Linked DNA regions of Mus musculus: region 2 is linked to region 1. The links are chromatin contacts, called in public HiChIP or PLAC-seq maps. All regions are on one chromosome and are shown on one strand. The core of a region is the stretch at or near the end of the contact, and the rest is flanking DNA. Distances in the headings are between cores, read along the strand shown.

Region 1 (7,868 bases), core at 4,017-6,516:
GGTGTCAAATATCTATTTTTATATGAACTAATGGCCTCTAACTCATTTTTCAACTTACATCTTTTCAATTTTAGCAGAAGAGCAGTCCACATTCTGCAGAAATGGTACTTTGAATTTTCAGCTGCTTTATCGTTTTTCAGGACAGTGTCTCATTCTATAGCCAAAGCTACCCTTGAACTCAAAATACATATACGCCTCAGCCTCCCAAGTACTGGAATTATAGGTGTGAGCCTATTATGTATTTCAAGTTGTGCTCTTTCTCCAGCTCAGCAATAACTCGGTAGTCATTTCTGTAGGACTGGGTGGCAGAATCAAGTACGGCTTCCAGTGAGGTGCACAACCAAGAGCAGAGACAAACAGAAGTCTGGTCCAGGAGTTAAGGTATGATTCTTGACTTCATTAGGACACAACCCATTGTCATTCCCAGGCATTTATCTGGAGGACTTTTATGAAATAATGTTTAAGAGTGCCATTTGGGTTAAAAACTAAAGTTAGTTGTGCTTGATTTTATGCCTCATATTTGATGCTACATCATAACTTCATTATTTTCTTTAGATGGGAGATTAAACCTCCTAGGTTTTATTGTAATTTCTGGCTTTTGTACTTGATACAACTTGATACTCAAACCTGTGTCTTTAGATCTAATCTTTCTCTCCAAGGTTTTGGAGTGTGGGTATTTTCTCTTTTCTTTCTCTTTCTTTCTTTCTTCCTTTCTTTTTCTTTTCTTTTTCTGTTTGATTGGTTGGTTGGTTGGTTGGTTGGTTGGTTGGTTGGTTTGGTTTGGTTTGGTTTTTGCTCTTTTTCAAATTTAACAATCCCAAACCCAAACTTAATTTTCTCTTCCTAACCCCTGATTATTTTCTTCTTATTCCTGTTCCTTTATTTTCTATCCTCTGTCCCCAAAATAGACTGTTCCTCAAGAGCACCTTCTTCAGCCGTCTCCTGGCACATCCTGGAACTTTTCCAGGAACCCATATCCTCAGAAGTCTTCTCTTTCTAGGTACTACCTGTTACCCTTGCTCGGGCCAACATACTCCTCCAAACCCAGAATACAATACTGTCACCCTGATTCTTTTTCACACTAGACCACACCTTGGAAACTGAAGCCCACAGACCAGACCAGCCACTTGGTGACTGCTGAATGATGAACAAGCTAAGATTTGCTCTTTCATAGATGTTCAAAAGTATCTGAGGAAAAATTCTGTGAAACCTCCAAATTTATGTGATCTCAAAATTTCAGCATCCTGAGGCTGGGAAGGTTGATAGTCTCGTAAAGTACATTGTGTACAAACTTCAGCACCCACATGAAAAGGTGGGCACATCAGTACACACCTGTAATCCTGGAATGTAGACAAGAGGATCCATGGGGAGTGCGCTTCCAGTTCAGTGAGAGATTTTGTCTCAAAAAAAAAAAAAAAGATGAAGCATAGCTAATCACCAACCTCTGACCTTCTCATGTACAGGCACATCCATGAACACAAACACATAGTTCAGCTTCCATGACAAAGTCTACCCAGCCACTCTGATTACTCTATATATTAGCTATCACCACTTTCAAACCACAATAGCATATTGGAATAGACATAAGAAAGAATGCCAATCCAGGCCTGATGACACTCACCTTTAATCCCAGCCAAAGGGAAGCAATGACAGACAGATCTCTGTGAGTTTGAGCCTAGACTACTTAGCAAGTTCCAGAACATCCAGGGCTACATAGAGATACCCTGTCTTAAACTAACTAACTAATTAACTAACAAGACAGAGAGATAGAGAGAACACATGACCTATTTGGTATGAAAGAGTAACTATCTGGCCCTCTATATACACGTGTGTGCCTCCATACCAAATCATAATTCTTCTTTCCTGCCCTTCTCAAAAATATCTAGAGCCATACCACAACATATCTAATGGAAGTGACATTTTATTTTTAAGGGGACACAGTAAATAGAAAGTTGAGCAAATGTAGGCAGCTTAGATCATGAAAGACTGGTCCATCCATGACAGAACCTCAGAAATGTCACACCCTAAGCTTTGGCTCTTTCTAGGCAAAACACAGGTCATCTTCAGTACAACCCATAATTCTCCATGCCCCCTTCATTATGATTATGGTTTGGGCCAGAGTAGTTAGTTGCCCAGAAAGTTAACCAACAGTCTTTGTGGTCTTATAACAGCAGGGTCAAAAATCTACTCACTATTAGTCAAACACTTCATGTGCACCCTTTGCTTCACAAGTGCATTTGTGCACAAATATGTAGCTTCCAATGATAAGTGATGAACACTTATTGTTTCTACCTAGGAAATGATCCCATGTTTCTTTCTTACAAGCTCAAACTGAACAAGTTCCCTATATCTGATCTTGTGTTCTCCCAAGTCTATTTCCTTATTTCCCTAAACATAAGATTTGAATGTTGGTCCTGATTAGTTTTGTGTCAACTTGACATACATGAGAATAAGGACCTTCAGTTGAAGAACCATCTTGATGAGGCCTGTGGGCATGTCTGTGGGCCATTTTCTTGATTGATCATTGACAGAGAGACATGGAAGTGTCCAGACCACAGTGAGAGGTACCCTTCCTAGTCAAATGGTCCTGGAGTTGCTAAACAAGCCCCAGGGAGCAAGCCAGTAAGCTCTGCTCCTCCACGCTCTTTGCTATAGTTCTTGTCCTCATGTTCCTGCCTTGAGTTCCTGCTTTGGCTTTCGGCTTCTCTGGATGATAAACTGTGATATGGAAGTATGAGCCAAATTCCCTCACACACACACACACACACGTTTATTTGGTCAGTGTTTTTTCACAGCAACAGAACATGCCTTTCAATAGTCAAGTTACAGACCAGAATCTCCACACCGTTCTGGTAAAAAGTTCAAAGACCGTAGTTACTGCTTGAAAGTTTGATGGGGATGAAGTGAAAGAAACGGTATGCCGTGCATCTGCAGAAATTTCTTGACCAACCTTTTGTAGACAGGGCACTCACAGAGCATGAACTTTGGCATGTCTACAAGTCCCCAGGGTTTTTCAGTCTCTGTTTCATCAGTACCGAGGTCACATATATAAAACACACACCCAACCTTTATGTTGGTGCTGGGAATTCATACTCAAGCTCTCATACCTGCACAGCAAACACTACCCACTCAGCCAACTCTTCAGCCCCAAGTTCCAGATACTTTGTATAAAAGGCAAGAAATGGAAGGATTCATTATTAACAGGGAGGGGAAGGAGCAGGGTCCACCATGGGTTCAGGAAGTGCCTGGAAGAACAGACAGGGAGCATAACTCACCAGCAATGTTTAACTCCTGAGAAGCTTAGACATTCCCCCAGAAAATGCCCTTTTATATCTTCCATAAGTCAGATTTAGAAAAACTAAACTCTTTGATTTTTTTCCAGAAAAAATATGTTTTAATGATTCTTAATTGTAAGGAGCGGGTGTGGCAGCAGTCCCAAGAAGGCGCCAGGGACTGCAGCTAAGTCTTATGACTTGCACCTGACTTCCTCATATACCTGAAAATAAGCCACAACCATCGTGAGAGCTGCGCAGGTGCAGCAGGATACTGGCGAATCCATTTTGGTGGAGACATGCCCCTGCTGCCCTGATTAGCTGAAGCTGCGTGCCTGGTGAGGTGACGTGGCCTGCTGTGAGTGGATGAGGGCTGAGAGTATATAAGAGTGAGAGGCCCGGGTCAGAGAGGAAGAAAAGAAAAGTTGAAGAGAGAAAGATGAGAGAGAAAGTTGAAGCGAGAGAGATGAAGACTGAAGTTTGCTGAATAAACTGCTATTAGAAGGACTGGTGGTCCTGCCGCTGGTTGTGAGCGGACGCGACACTTAATTACACCTATCTTATTTGCTTAGGAGACAAAAATATGTAAAATGTATTTGCAGGTATTTTTCAGTGCCTACGGCATTCTGAGAGAGAAATTATCATCTTGGCTTTGCTATTTACAAAATGGGTAACTAAGCATACACCTGGCTTCTCAATGTGTCTTTTCAGCATAAGAGGGAGATAACTAAATTGTGACAATTGAATGAAAAAAATACATGTAATGTACTGAAAGAGCAAGCACCTGCACCATGATGATGACCCTTTCCGATGCCTGGGCTCGTACTAAGCACATTTTAGACTCAATAGTTGCTGTAACAGGAAGAATGAACCTTTAGAGCCCAGAGCTGAGGAAACTTTACTGCCCGACATGGGCATTTCAGTTATCATTTATATCATCATTGGCCCTTCCATGAGGGATGAATATCTGATGCTCAGGCAGCTAGAGATCATGCTTGGAAGGCATTTTCAGGAATAGACTAACTTGTGTTTTTCACCTCATTCCTTGTAACTTCACAGGAAGTAGAAAAAGTGATCCTAGTCTTGGAGCCTTCACTGTACATTCCGAGGGCCCTGCAGGTCAGGCTGAGACCCCAGTTTGGTCATCACTAAGAATATGCCATAAATAATATGGTTTGCAACAGTGGGGCAAAATGCACTCGATCAACTACCATCCAGAGTTATAAAATAAGTTGTCCTTCCAAGAAAACGCTAGTTAAACAAAGATTTTTAAAAGATGAATTTCTTTAGTTTATTATCAAATATGAGTCTTTGTTTTTAGCTACAATTCATGTCATTATTCACATATGTTGTTCCAATAAACAGTAAATATATACACTATACTTTAAAAATATTATGTATTTGCCAGTATAGTGCACATATCGCCTTTAAAAAAACAACTGCAAAAATGGTCTTGTAAAAAAGTATAACTCTAGCTATCAATAACAAAGTATAACTCTAGCTATCAATAACTGCTCAGGCGTCTGCTACAGCCTTTTAAGAAGCCTCTCCTTGCCGGGCGTGGTGGCGCACGCCTTTAATCCCAGCACTTGGGAGGCAGAGACAGGCGGATTTCTGAGTTCGAGGCCAGCCTGGTCTACAAAGTGAGTTCCAGGACAGCCAAGACCATACAGAGAAACCCTGTCTCGAAAAACCAAAAACCAAACAAACAAACAAACAAGCAAAAAAAAAAAAAAAAAACATTAAAAAAAAAAAAAAGAAGCCTCTCCTTCTGGTAGATTCAATTTTTTGGCAAACTCAGATCAATATGTCCCTCTATGAGATGAAAAGACTGAGACTCTTCATCTAACACCATCAGTTGCTTGGCCTGGAGTCTCACAAGCTTGGAGAAGCTGGGGAGCAAGCACATTGAAGCCGGCCTGCCTTGAGGTCACAATGTACTCCCCACTTTAACACTGCCAGGAAAAGCTTTGCTGTGCTTTAAGTTGCCAAACCACTGAAGCTTTAGGTGATGAATCTATTACTTATTAACAAGAGGTTATGCTCGTTTGTGTAAGTAGAAGGTGTGAAAGCTTTCTTCATTTTTAAACACTATGACCTACTAAAGAGGAATGTAAAAAGATAAAGACTGCTACAAATGCTGCATTTCATGGAATGAGGCCAACTGAGAACCACCAGAAGTGCAAAGACGTGAAGTCATGGGAAGATGGCAGGTAGGTCCAATAATCAAACGCGCGCGCACACACACACACACACACACACACACACACACACACATGCACGCACGCACACAGCTGGAACAAGCTGGGCTGCCTGAAGTACCAGGGTGCAAAGCTATCCTTCTCCATAGGAGTTTTGTCCTATCAAGGCCATTGTTTGACAGAGCTCAGGCCTAACAATGACCCATTGTTGCAGATGCAAGTGAGCGTTCCAGGTCTCTCCCTTCATTTTCAGCCTTAGATTCAGCCACCCTCCTGTGGGCTGCTCTGCACATACACTATGTCTGGGCTGCCGGCACACACCACAGATGCCCTGACCAAGTTTGGAGATATTGGAAAACTTTGTCCTTGCTCTGATTTTGATAAAATATAAAGACTACTGCAATTGTTTACAGAAAGATGACACAGGAGAAACAGACTGTGGAACTGCCTACCCGAGCCTCCTACCTCCCTACAAAGCCACATTTGGAGCTCCAAGGACACACCACACACAGAAGATGCGCAGAGGATTTTGTACAAATATGTGATGGCTTGAAATCTTCATTTTTAAAAGGAACTTAAAGACTGTCTTCAGTTACTTGTAAGAGGTTGGTTTTGTTTAACTAACCCTGAAATGGATAGTAATCGCTGCATGGATTTTACTTTCAATGCTTCACGAAGTTGCAAGTCATCCTTGAGCAGGAGACATGCCAGTCTTGGTCTCATTCAGAGTTTATTATGTGTGCTGCTCGGTGAACACCACTGGATGGATTTTTAGTTCCTGGCCTAAAACAACATACCTATAAGCATGCAGCTACTAGCTATAGTTCTTGATTTCTGTATCATGTGAGATTCTTGTACTATGCATAAAAGAATAGTAAGAAGCTTACTGTAAATGTCTACTAAGGAGGCCCTGGATAACAGTCTCACCTGGAAATCATCTCTCCATGATGTATCACTTCCTAAGTGAAGCAGGTGATGACCTGAAGCAAGAGTTTGGACAGTGCCTCTTGACTCTTTCAACAGAGCAGAAGATGTTTCTTGGGGCTGTCTGAATGCTCTGTGTTCTTTGCCTTTTCATTCTATCTGGGATGGAGGATCTTGATAATACTTTTCTAAGGTCCCACAGTGAGAGTGCCTGCCTGAAAGAGTACCAGGTGTGGAAGGATGCCTTGAGTTCCTTATGTTAGACCCTTTGAAAAGGAGGGAATTACCCTGGCATCCAATTTCCCCAGCTGCCCTGGGTTTTGTTGTTCAAGTATTCTATGCATTTCTTCTTCCATCTGTAAAATAGTAACTGTCTACTATTTCTCATTGAGATTTGTTGCGAAACAGAGACTGATTGTAGGTAAAAGTACTTTATAAAAGTCATCTGTGTTGGTGTTAACCATCTATGGAAAAATGCATTGAGTTTGTGTGCATGCCACAGGCCTTTCATCATCTGCCCTGACGGGTGTACCTCTTCACCTTCTGTCTCTTCGCCCTTGCTTCTACACACCACTCCTCTAAGCACTTACAGCACCCACGTCTCTTCCCTCCTTGAGCTGTCCTGTGCCTTAGTGGTTGAGAGCTGAGGTGCAGCATGGAGCCCAATGTCTCTAAGCTCTGGGGTAAAAAGCGGAAGAGAGCTAAGGGAAGTAGAGAGGTTGTTGGGGGGGAAGTCACAATGAGCAATTTTCTATCCAAACTTAATTTTGGATAACAAGATGGTGACTTTTTCTAAAATGTATTAAGAATTTCACAAGGCAAGTTCTCTTATTTTTAATGTGTACATCTATGTTGTGCATTTTTTTAAGTCCTTAGGTTTCAAATCTTAATCTATACTAACCTCTTGGTTCATTGAAGTGTCATACGCTTTCCTGATTGTAAAAGAAAAGAAATATATGCACTATTTCTGACCAAATGTCACATGAAACTTAGACAAATATGGAGTCATTATCCTTCTCTTGACTTCATTAAAACTGAACTAGAGTGTGGATTAGGTGCTCTTTTCTGCTTAAGGTCAGTCAGCTCTGGTGCTTTTCCTTACCTCTGTATCAACGCCTTTTCTTCCTCTAGCCTGTTTTAGTAAATGATCGACTCATACCGAGACTTCATAGATTCCCCCGTTGCACCCAGAATTTCTCTGAACTTAAGTCAGCTCAGCAAAAATGGAAAGTGAATGTCAGGGCAAAACCTGTACTAGAACCGTGGTAATACAGAGTAAATGAGTCCCTGACTCTTACGGGTCTTTCATTCTAGTGAGTGGATCCGAATTTTAATAAAGTGAAGTCAGTGCTGAGCAAGGCATGTGCTAGGGAGGGAGGCACAGGGAAAGAGGCAAGAGAGAGCTAAGCACTCAGCTAGTTGAGAGTGGCTGACATCAACTGGAATACCCTGTAAGTGCTAGGGACGCAGC
Region 2 (7,868 bases), core at 2,227-4,726, 38 kb after region 1:
ACTGCCCAGGCATCAGTAAAGCAGGGGCTACAAAGCTCATCCTTAATATCCTGTCACATACAGACTCGTGTCAGTTACTCACACACCTGAAGTGAGCAACTTAATCTTAGCATTATTCAAAAAAGGTGCAATCACTACCATGAGTTGGGTTTAAGATATCATTCCAAATAGAAATTCATTATTCGTCCCTCTCCCTCTCCCTCTCCCTCTCCCTCTCCCTCCCCCTCCCCCTCCCCTCCCTCCTCCCTCCTCTCTCTCTCTCTCTCTCTCTCTCTCTCTCTCTCTCTCTCTCTCACACACACACACACACACATACATACATACACACAACACACACAATCACACTCACACTTTTATACAGGCCACACATGCACATTGGTATACAGATATACATGAATACATACACATATGCACCCATTCACACATACATACACAAACACACAGATACAGTACCTACACAAACACACAGATACAGTACACTCAAACACACACATGTGCACACACACATTCATAGACAGATACACATGTACATACCACCAGTTCTTAGAAAATCATAATATACTTATTATCCCTGGAGATTTTACTCTTTTGGACATTGCCAATGAAGAGAATCATTGGTGTGGCATGTAGACTTGGCTATGTTCACTAGTAGGATGTTCTCATTGAGGGATTCATTAGTATTGTAGCATACAGTACCTCATCACTTTGTATTATTAAAGAGCCCCTTCACTGCACCAATCAACAGATTACTCTCCTCGTTCATCATTTGATGACCATTGAGTCATTTCTACTTTTTGGCAATTAAGAATATACTTCTGGAGCTAGAGAGATTGGCTCAGCAGTTAGTTAGCACTTATCACTCTTGCAGAGGACCATGGTCCAGTTCCCAGAATCCACATCTTGGCTCACCTTGATCTGGCCTCTGAGGGCATCAGGAGTGCACAACACACACATGGATACATGCAAACAAACACTCATACACATAAAATAAAAATAAATCTTAAGAATGAGAATACTGGGGCTGGTGAGATGGCTCAGTGGGTAAGAGCACCCGACTGCTCTTCCGAAGGTCCGAAGTTCAAATCCCAGCAACCACATGGTGGCTCACAACCACCCGTAATGAGATCTGATGCCCTCTTCTGGAGTGTCTGAAGACAGCTACAGTGTACTTACATATAATAAATAAATAAATCTTAAAAAACAAAAAACAAAAAACAAAAAAAAAAACCTGAAAGCAATTAACCTTTAAAAAAAAAAAAGAATGAGAATACTGCTAAGGACATTCCTGTATGAGCTAGAGTGAACTTATCTGCGACTTCAGTTATGCACTGCTTCCTTCAGATGAAAACGTTTCAAATCTTCTTGAGTTCATACATACATGCTACCATGTACAGTCACCTTTATAGTTTGTAAGGAAACCAGCACACAGTGTTTATCTAACTGTAACTTTGACTAGTTACATCTTCAATGTTTCTGCATCCTTCCATCTTGTCCTCTCACCCCTTTGGCTAAGGTCAAGTTCCCTACTTGTCCTTAGGTTGTCTCCTGGACAATTGTCATTTGGGAAGGCTGAAGGTAGAGTTTTGACTACTAATTTTCTAATGGCTAGTAAGGAGTATCTTCCATTGTTTTTTGGCCATCTGAATAGCTCTTGTGACACGAGTCTATTCATGCTTTCTTTCCCATGTTTCATTTTTATTGTTAGCTGACTAGAGTTCTGTACATGTTATGAACATTAACTTCACATAAGATATAAATATAAGATATTTGTAAATAAAGTATTTTCTCCCATTCTGAAATCTGCCTTGTCAGTTTCCCGATTTATACCACACACGTCATTCATTTTTACACTTTATCTTTCCCTTACCTACTTTCCTCTGTGCTTGTCCTTTAGTACCATGAGGGACCTAGGATTTCCTTGTACAGTTTCTATTAGAAGTTGAATAGGCTTTGCCCTTACAGTTGGGTCAGCTTAGTGTACAGGAGGTTGATTCCTTTCTTCTGAGTTCCTCTGGAACTATCTACCACTTGTCAAGCACTGTTCTTTCCCACATTGAACTGTGGATCAACTTTCAGCAAAAATAATTCCACTTCTCTGAGGTCCCCGTCTGAGAGAACAGGCAGGACCATGCACTCAGTTTTGTCCCCTTACACAACTTCTAGGACTTATTATTTTGTGAGACAGATATTTGTTAACAAATGGAAGAACTGCATTTAACTTACTTGAGAACTCAAACAACTTCTGCTTGCTACAATCAGTTCTGTAAAGACGGCCACTGGCTCTTGTTGGGAAGCTGGGGACTGATCTTCCTGCCTTACCCATGACCTCTCCCAATAAATGAATTTATTAATTTCCATGAATTGTTATGGCTGGTGGGAGGTGTGTGCCTGGAAAATACAGGCTGCCAGGAGAAGGCCACAGAGATGATTGAACTTCTCCTGACTTCAGAATCGCCTTGGCCCCTGAGAAGTTGTTAGCCCTAGACCTTTCACCTTAGAACCCTGAAGACCAAGGACATCTGTGTTCTTTAAGCCACCCTAATTATGGGATTTCTAAGACATCAAATACAATTTTTGCCTTTATGGTGTTTCAGAGAAAACTTGAGCTAGGAAAGATGATGAATGGAATCGTAAGTCAATTGTGGATTCAGTTTTACAGCTTCAAAAAAGCTAAATCCAGGAGCTGGAGAAATGGCTCAGAAGCAAAGAACACTGGCTGCTCTTCCAGAGGGCCCAATTCTCAGCTCTGCATCACAGACAGCAACTCTACTCTACTGCCAAGGCATCTGTCCTCTTCTGGCATTCTTGAGCACCAGGCACATACAAGCTACAAAAATGTGTACAGGTACACAAATAGGCAAAACACACAGAAAATTAAATAAATTGTGAATTATTTGTTTATTCACTCATTTATATTTGGTTTTTCGAGAAAGGGTTTCTCTGTGTAACAGCCCTAGCTGTCCTGAAACTCACTTTGTAAACCAAACTGGCCTCAAACTCATAGAAATCCACCTGCTTCTGCCTCCCAAGTGCACCACCATGCCAGACTAAGTAATTTTCAAAACAATATATTAAAACATCATCTCCTGCCGAGTGTGGTGGCGCACGCCTTTAATCCCAGCACTTAGGAGGCAGAGGCAGGTGGATTTCTGAGTTCAAGGCCAGCCTGGTCTACAGAGTGAGTTCCAGGACAGCCAGGGCTATACAGAGAAACCCTGTCTCAAAAAACCAAAAACAAAAAACAAAAACAAAAACAAACAAACAAACAAAAAAACATCATCTCCCAAGGAAAGAAGTTTAAAGTCAACATAATGCCTACTATCTTGTTAGCACACAATAGATACCGTCCGGTACACACTTCGAGAGTGCATTACATAAGAATTCTGTTGACCTTTGTCTTTTGGATCATTCTGACATTGTTAAGAGTCCTCCCGTTTGCATCATCCAAGGCCCAGGTGCTCAGCTACACTCACAGGAGCCCCAGACTTGTCTCTTTCAGCAATGATTTCTCTCCCTGCAGCTGCACTCCAAGGACTGCTTTTGTGGACCACCAGGAATTTCCTGTGATAGAATATCAGAAAGCTACTGGTGTCTCGGAGGAGGTGACTTCACAGGGCAAAAGTTCCCTTTCTACAATAAACATTCTCGGTGTGGCCATGCCGGAGACTTCCCACACAGACCCCCACACCTACCAGCCACTTGTCATCTTGACAACAAATAGCCAGAGAAAGAAACAAGATCATTGGTACAAGACTGTTTTTTTTGTTTTGTTTTGTTTTGTTTTGTTTTAAGTGGACCTGTTTTTGGTTTCTGGATAAGTTAACCTTATGGAAACCAAAGCAAGCAGGAGTGGTGGCTCACTCCTGTAATCTCAGCGTTGAGGAAGCTGAAGCAAGAAGTCGCTGTGAGTTCAAGGATCACCGGACTATATAGCAAGAGAAAAGTGCGGAGATATAAGAGAAGAGAAAACAAACCGAAAAGAGAAGCTACCTTAAAAATAAGTTTTAAAAAGAGAAAAGAAGGGTTGTTCTTGTGATTTTTTTTTTTTTTTGTTTTTTTTTTTTTTTTTTTAGGGAGGGTTGAGCATTTTTGGTTTGGTTTGGTTTGGTTTTTGGTTTTTGGTTTTTGGTTTTTGGTTTTTGGTTTTTGGTTTTTGGTTTTTGGTTTTTGTTTGTTTGGTTTTGTGGTGCTGAGAATCAAAGCCAGAGCCTCAAACATTCTAGGCAATTTTAGTGCTTACCTATGGACGCAATAGCAGCCATCAATTCTCATTTCTAAGTGTAGGATGAAGGTGAGCGTGCCAGTGTCAGGTGAGCATGAAGCCCTAAGCATCCTAAGGTACTATCCAAGATGCTAAGGATGGAAGAAGACACACAACTTCTAGCTGCCCCTCTAAAAACCAGGCTCAAAACAGTCAACAAGAAGAGAAGTCAGAAATGGGAGTGCAGCTGGTCCTGTTTGCATGGGAGGGAGTATGTCCCCAGGGCAGGGAGAGCCAACTTGGAGCCCTCACCTCACAGTGATGAATCAAGCAGTAGTATACCTGGTACCTGACCCCTCCACATCCTAGTCACCACTACCTCCCGAGAGAGTCCTGGGTTTTCAGTGCCTCCCCATTCGGGAGCCTTTGCAGGCAGATCTCTCTATGGGGGAGGCAGAAGGCATAGGTAGACAGGTCTGCATGCAGAGCAAAGAGTCACACCAGGTACTTGCTGTACAGCAGTGACTGCAGGACTTTGGTGAGACATCTGTCTGCTCCCAGTCTTACCCTACCCAAGAGTGACAGGAGCCCACCGGAGTCAGTCTCCCACCATGACTGAAGTACTACAAATGAACTGTTAGAAGTCATGCCTTTGGGGGTGATGAAGTGGGCCCCGATTCTCTAATGGAAGGACACATGAGACAGAGAGATGCTGGCCTTGAGATAGAAGTAGGAACCATGAATAGAGTCAGTGCTGGAGGTTCAGTGCTGACAGCCCCTTTCCGCCTAAGAGAGAACAGGGCACATAGTTTCTCCAGACCCACACCACATTCAGGGCCCTTTGTACAGTCCAAGGAGCCTCCAGGCTGGAAAACTTCAAATTAACATGGACTCCGAGCACTTGCTTACTGTCACATGTGGCCTTGGCACGATAGAAAAGGTACATTAAACAAATAACCTTCCAAGTGTCTTGCTTGGTACAGAGGATCTCTCGGTGCTCTAAAGGTGAATAATGCCATCTGGGTACCATGATGGCCTAACCCTTCCATCTCCACCATGCAGCACCGGCTTGGCTGAGGGGTGGGAGCCAGTGTACCTGTGATGACCAGGGAGTGGAATGTGATGGTTTGTATATCCTTGGACCAGGGAGTGGCACCATTTGGAGGTGTGGCCTTGTTGGAATAGGTGTGACCTGGTTGGAATAGGTGTGTCACTGTGGGTGTGGGTATAAGATCCTCACCCTAGTTGCCTGGAAGTCAGTCTTCCACTAGCAGCCTTTGGATGAAGACATAGAACTCTCAGCTCCTCCTGCGCCATGCTTGCCTGGATACTGCCATGTTCCCACTCTGATGGTAATGGACTGAACCTCTGAATCTGTAAGCCAGCCCCAATTAAATGTTGTTTTTTATAAGACTTGCCTTGGTCATGGTGTCTGTTCACAGCAGTAAAACCCTAACTAAGACAGTACCCGAAAAAGGTTTGTGAGCCTCAAGGGTGTCTCCGAAGCACTATCAAGACAAGGTGCCCATTGGGCCCTGTACCTTTCCCTCTGCGCACAGAGCTCATTCATTCTCACTGCATTGAAGCATCTGTGGGGGTCCTTCATCTCATAATACCCAGTGTTTTCCTCAGAACAGAAGTGGATCCCAGTAACTGAAGAGAAAGCTAAACGTCTCAAGTGCTCTGGGGAGGCTGAGGAACCAAGCTCAGGAAATGGGTAGGACAGCAGCAGGTGAGGCCGGGAAGCCTAGACAGCACAGTATAAAGCCAGGCGCAATGCACCACCCCACAGGCCTTAAGACCCATGCGCTGGGTCAGGCTGCTTTAGCACATCTTAACTCTGGCCAATTAGCTGATCATCCTTAAAGCAATGCATAACCTTCCTAAGCTTCAGTTTCCCTGACTGAAGAAGTAAGTTTTTAAATGCTACATGTTGACAAGTCTAAAACCCTGTTGATTGTAAGATTGCCGAAACCTTGAGAGGGTCTTGGAGGCACACATATGGAGCTCAGCACTTGGGAAGATGAGGCCGGATGACAAAGTACAGACCAACCAGTACTCAAGGTCAGGCTGAGCTACATGGTAAGAGTGTCGTGATTAAATACAAGAAAATAAGTAATACACAGTCAGTTTTAGCTTATGTTCATGCCGGGAAACCCATGAAAAAGACACTGCCAATTGATACTGTGACTACTGTGGCAATGACCACTTGCTTCCAATTTTTGTTTTGTATATCATTAAAATCTCTCCATGCTCTAGGACTGGTTCTCAGAATTGAGCACGTGACCTTGTGCCTGCTGGGAAAGAGCTCTACCACGGAACTACACATTCCCTTTTACTCTTTATTATGAAGTGGAGTCTCAGTCAGTTTCCCAAGCTTTGGACAATGCTGCTGCACACTTTTAATCCCGGCACGTGGGAGGCAGAGTCAGGCAGATCTTTGAGTTCAAGGGACAGCCTGGTCTACAGAGCAGCCAGGGCTACACAGAGAAACCCTGTCTCAAAGCTCCCCTTCCCCTCCCCCAAGCCCCCACTCCAACTCCACAACAAAAAAGCTTCCTAGGCTGGCCTTGAGTTCTCATTTCTCCTGCGTCAGCCTCTCAAGGAGCTAGGATAACCAGTCTGCATAACTAAGACTGGGTAACATTTTAATTAGGCTTAATTTAGATATAGATATATCATATCACACTTTCATAGATATAAATGAGAGAAAACAGGTCGAGTGTTCCTTATATGACATGATTGGAACCAAAAGTATTCAGAATTTCAGGATGTTTTCCGATTTTGGGATACTGCAACACTTAATGAGAGATCCTAGGGAGGAAATGAAAGTCTGAGCACATTTTTACCTTAAACACATAAATCTAAGGTAATTGCATTTATATCATACTTTAAATGATATTATGTATAAAACAACTTTTAAGTGTGGAATTTTCCACCAAATGGTATCACATTTAGAAAGTTTCAGGTTTTAGAATGTGTCATATTCCAGACTTAATGGCTAAGAATGTTTGAACTTATTTTCAAGTGTAAATTAATGGCTAGCAGTAGTGGCACATGTCTTTAATCCCAGCACTTAGGAGGCAGGTGGATTTCTGTGGGTCTGAGGCCAGTCAGGTCTACATAGTGATATTTAGTCCCTCCAGATCATGGAGTGAGACAAAAGGAGAAGAGAAAAGGGGATGGGGTGTGTTAAGAGCATGGTGATACACCCACCAACTCAGCTACTTAGGAAGCTAAGGTGAAAGGACTTCTGTCAGCCCAGAGAGCATAGCAAGACTCGAAGAAAAGGAGAAGTGGAATTGGGAAAAAGAAACAAGGTAGGAGAATCTTTTTCCAGCCAGCAGTCCTCTTCCCCCTACTTACCTGTCAACACATCCCTTTTCCATTCCCGTTTCCACAGGCAAGGATGCTGCTCTCTGGGCCATCTCTACAACTGGGAAGCATCTTCAAAGATGTGACCTCATGGAGAACAAAGTGGCACATGTCATTAATCGAGCACTCAGGAGGCAAAGGCAGGCTTCTGTGAGTTTGAACCCAGCCTAGTCTACATAGCCAATTCCAGACCAGCCAGGGTTACAGAGCAAGACCAGGCCTCCAAAGAAAAATGAATCTACATTTTTCTCCCAAACTTTCTAGAAGTCTGGCCTTTGTGTGCTGTGCTGCT

What was found. HiChIP or PLAC-seq counts read pairs in DNA pulled down with a chosen protein or histone mark.
Region 2: an H3K27ac HiChIP or PLAC-seq map of extraembryonic endoderm stem cells shows a contact between it and region 1. The contact joins two enhancer-like sites. A contact is called at or near these places in 8 of 39 promoter capture datasets (the HPC-7 cell line, cranial neural crest, embryonic stem cells and 2 more), 2 of 15 datasets of contacts at CTCF or cohesin (CD8 T cells and the NIH/3T3 cell line), 2 of 484 Hi-C or Micro-C datasets (extraembryonic endoderm stem cells and spermatogonial stem cells) and 2 of 115 datasets of contacts at active chromatin or transcription factors (embryonic stem cells and extraembryonic endoderm stem cells).

Annotation. Positions count from the first base shown.
Region 1 is chr1:4,717,150-4,725,017 of GRCm38.p6, forward strand. No RefSeq gene overlaps it. Among named protein-coding and RNA genes, the nearest start is that of Mrpl15, 65 kb to the right of the region's middle. Within about 2 kb of position 5,267, at least 24 of the 459 cell types and tissues checked have an H3K27ac peak or open chromatin away from gene starts, as enhancers often do. A contact at or near this core is called in extraembryonic endoderm stem cells, where this site is marked.
Region 2 is chr1:4,757,080-4,764,947 of GRCm38.p6, forward strand. No RefSeq gene overlaps it. Among named protein-coding and RNA genes, the nearest start is that of Mrpl15, 25 kb to the right of the region's middle. Within about 2 kb of position 3,477, at least 4 of the 459 cell types and tissues checked have an H3K27ac peak or open chromatin away from gene starts, as enhancers often do. A contact at or near this core is called in extraembryonic endoderm stem cells, where this site is marked.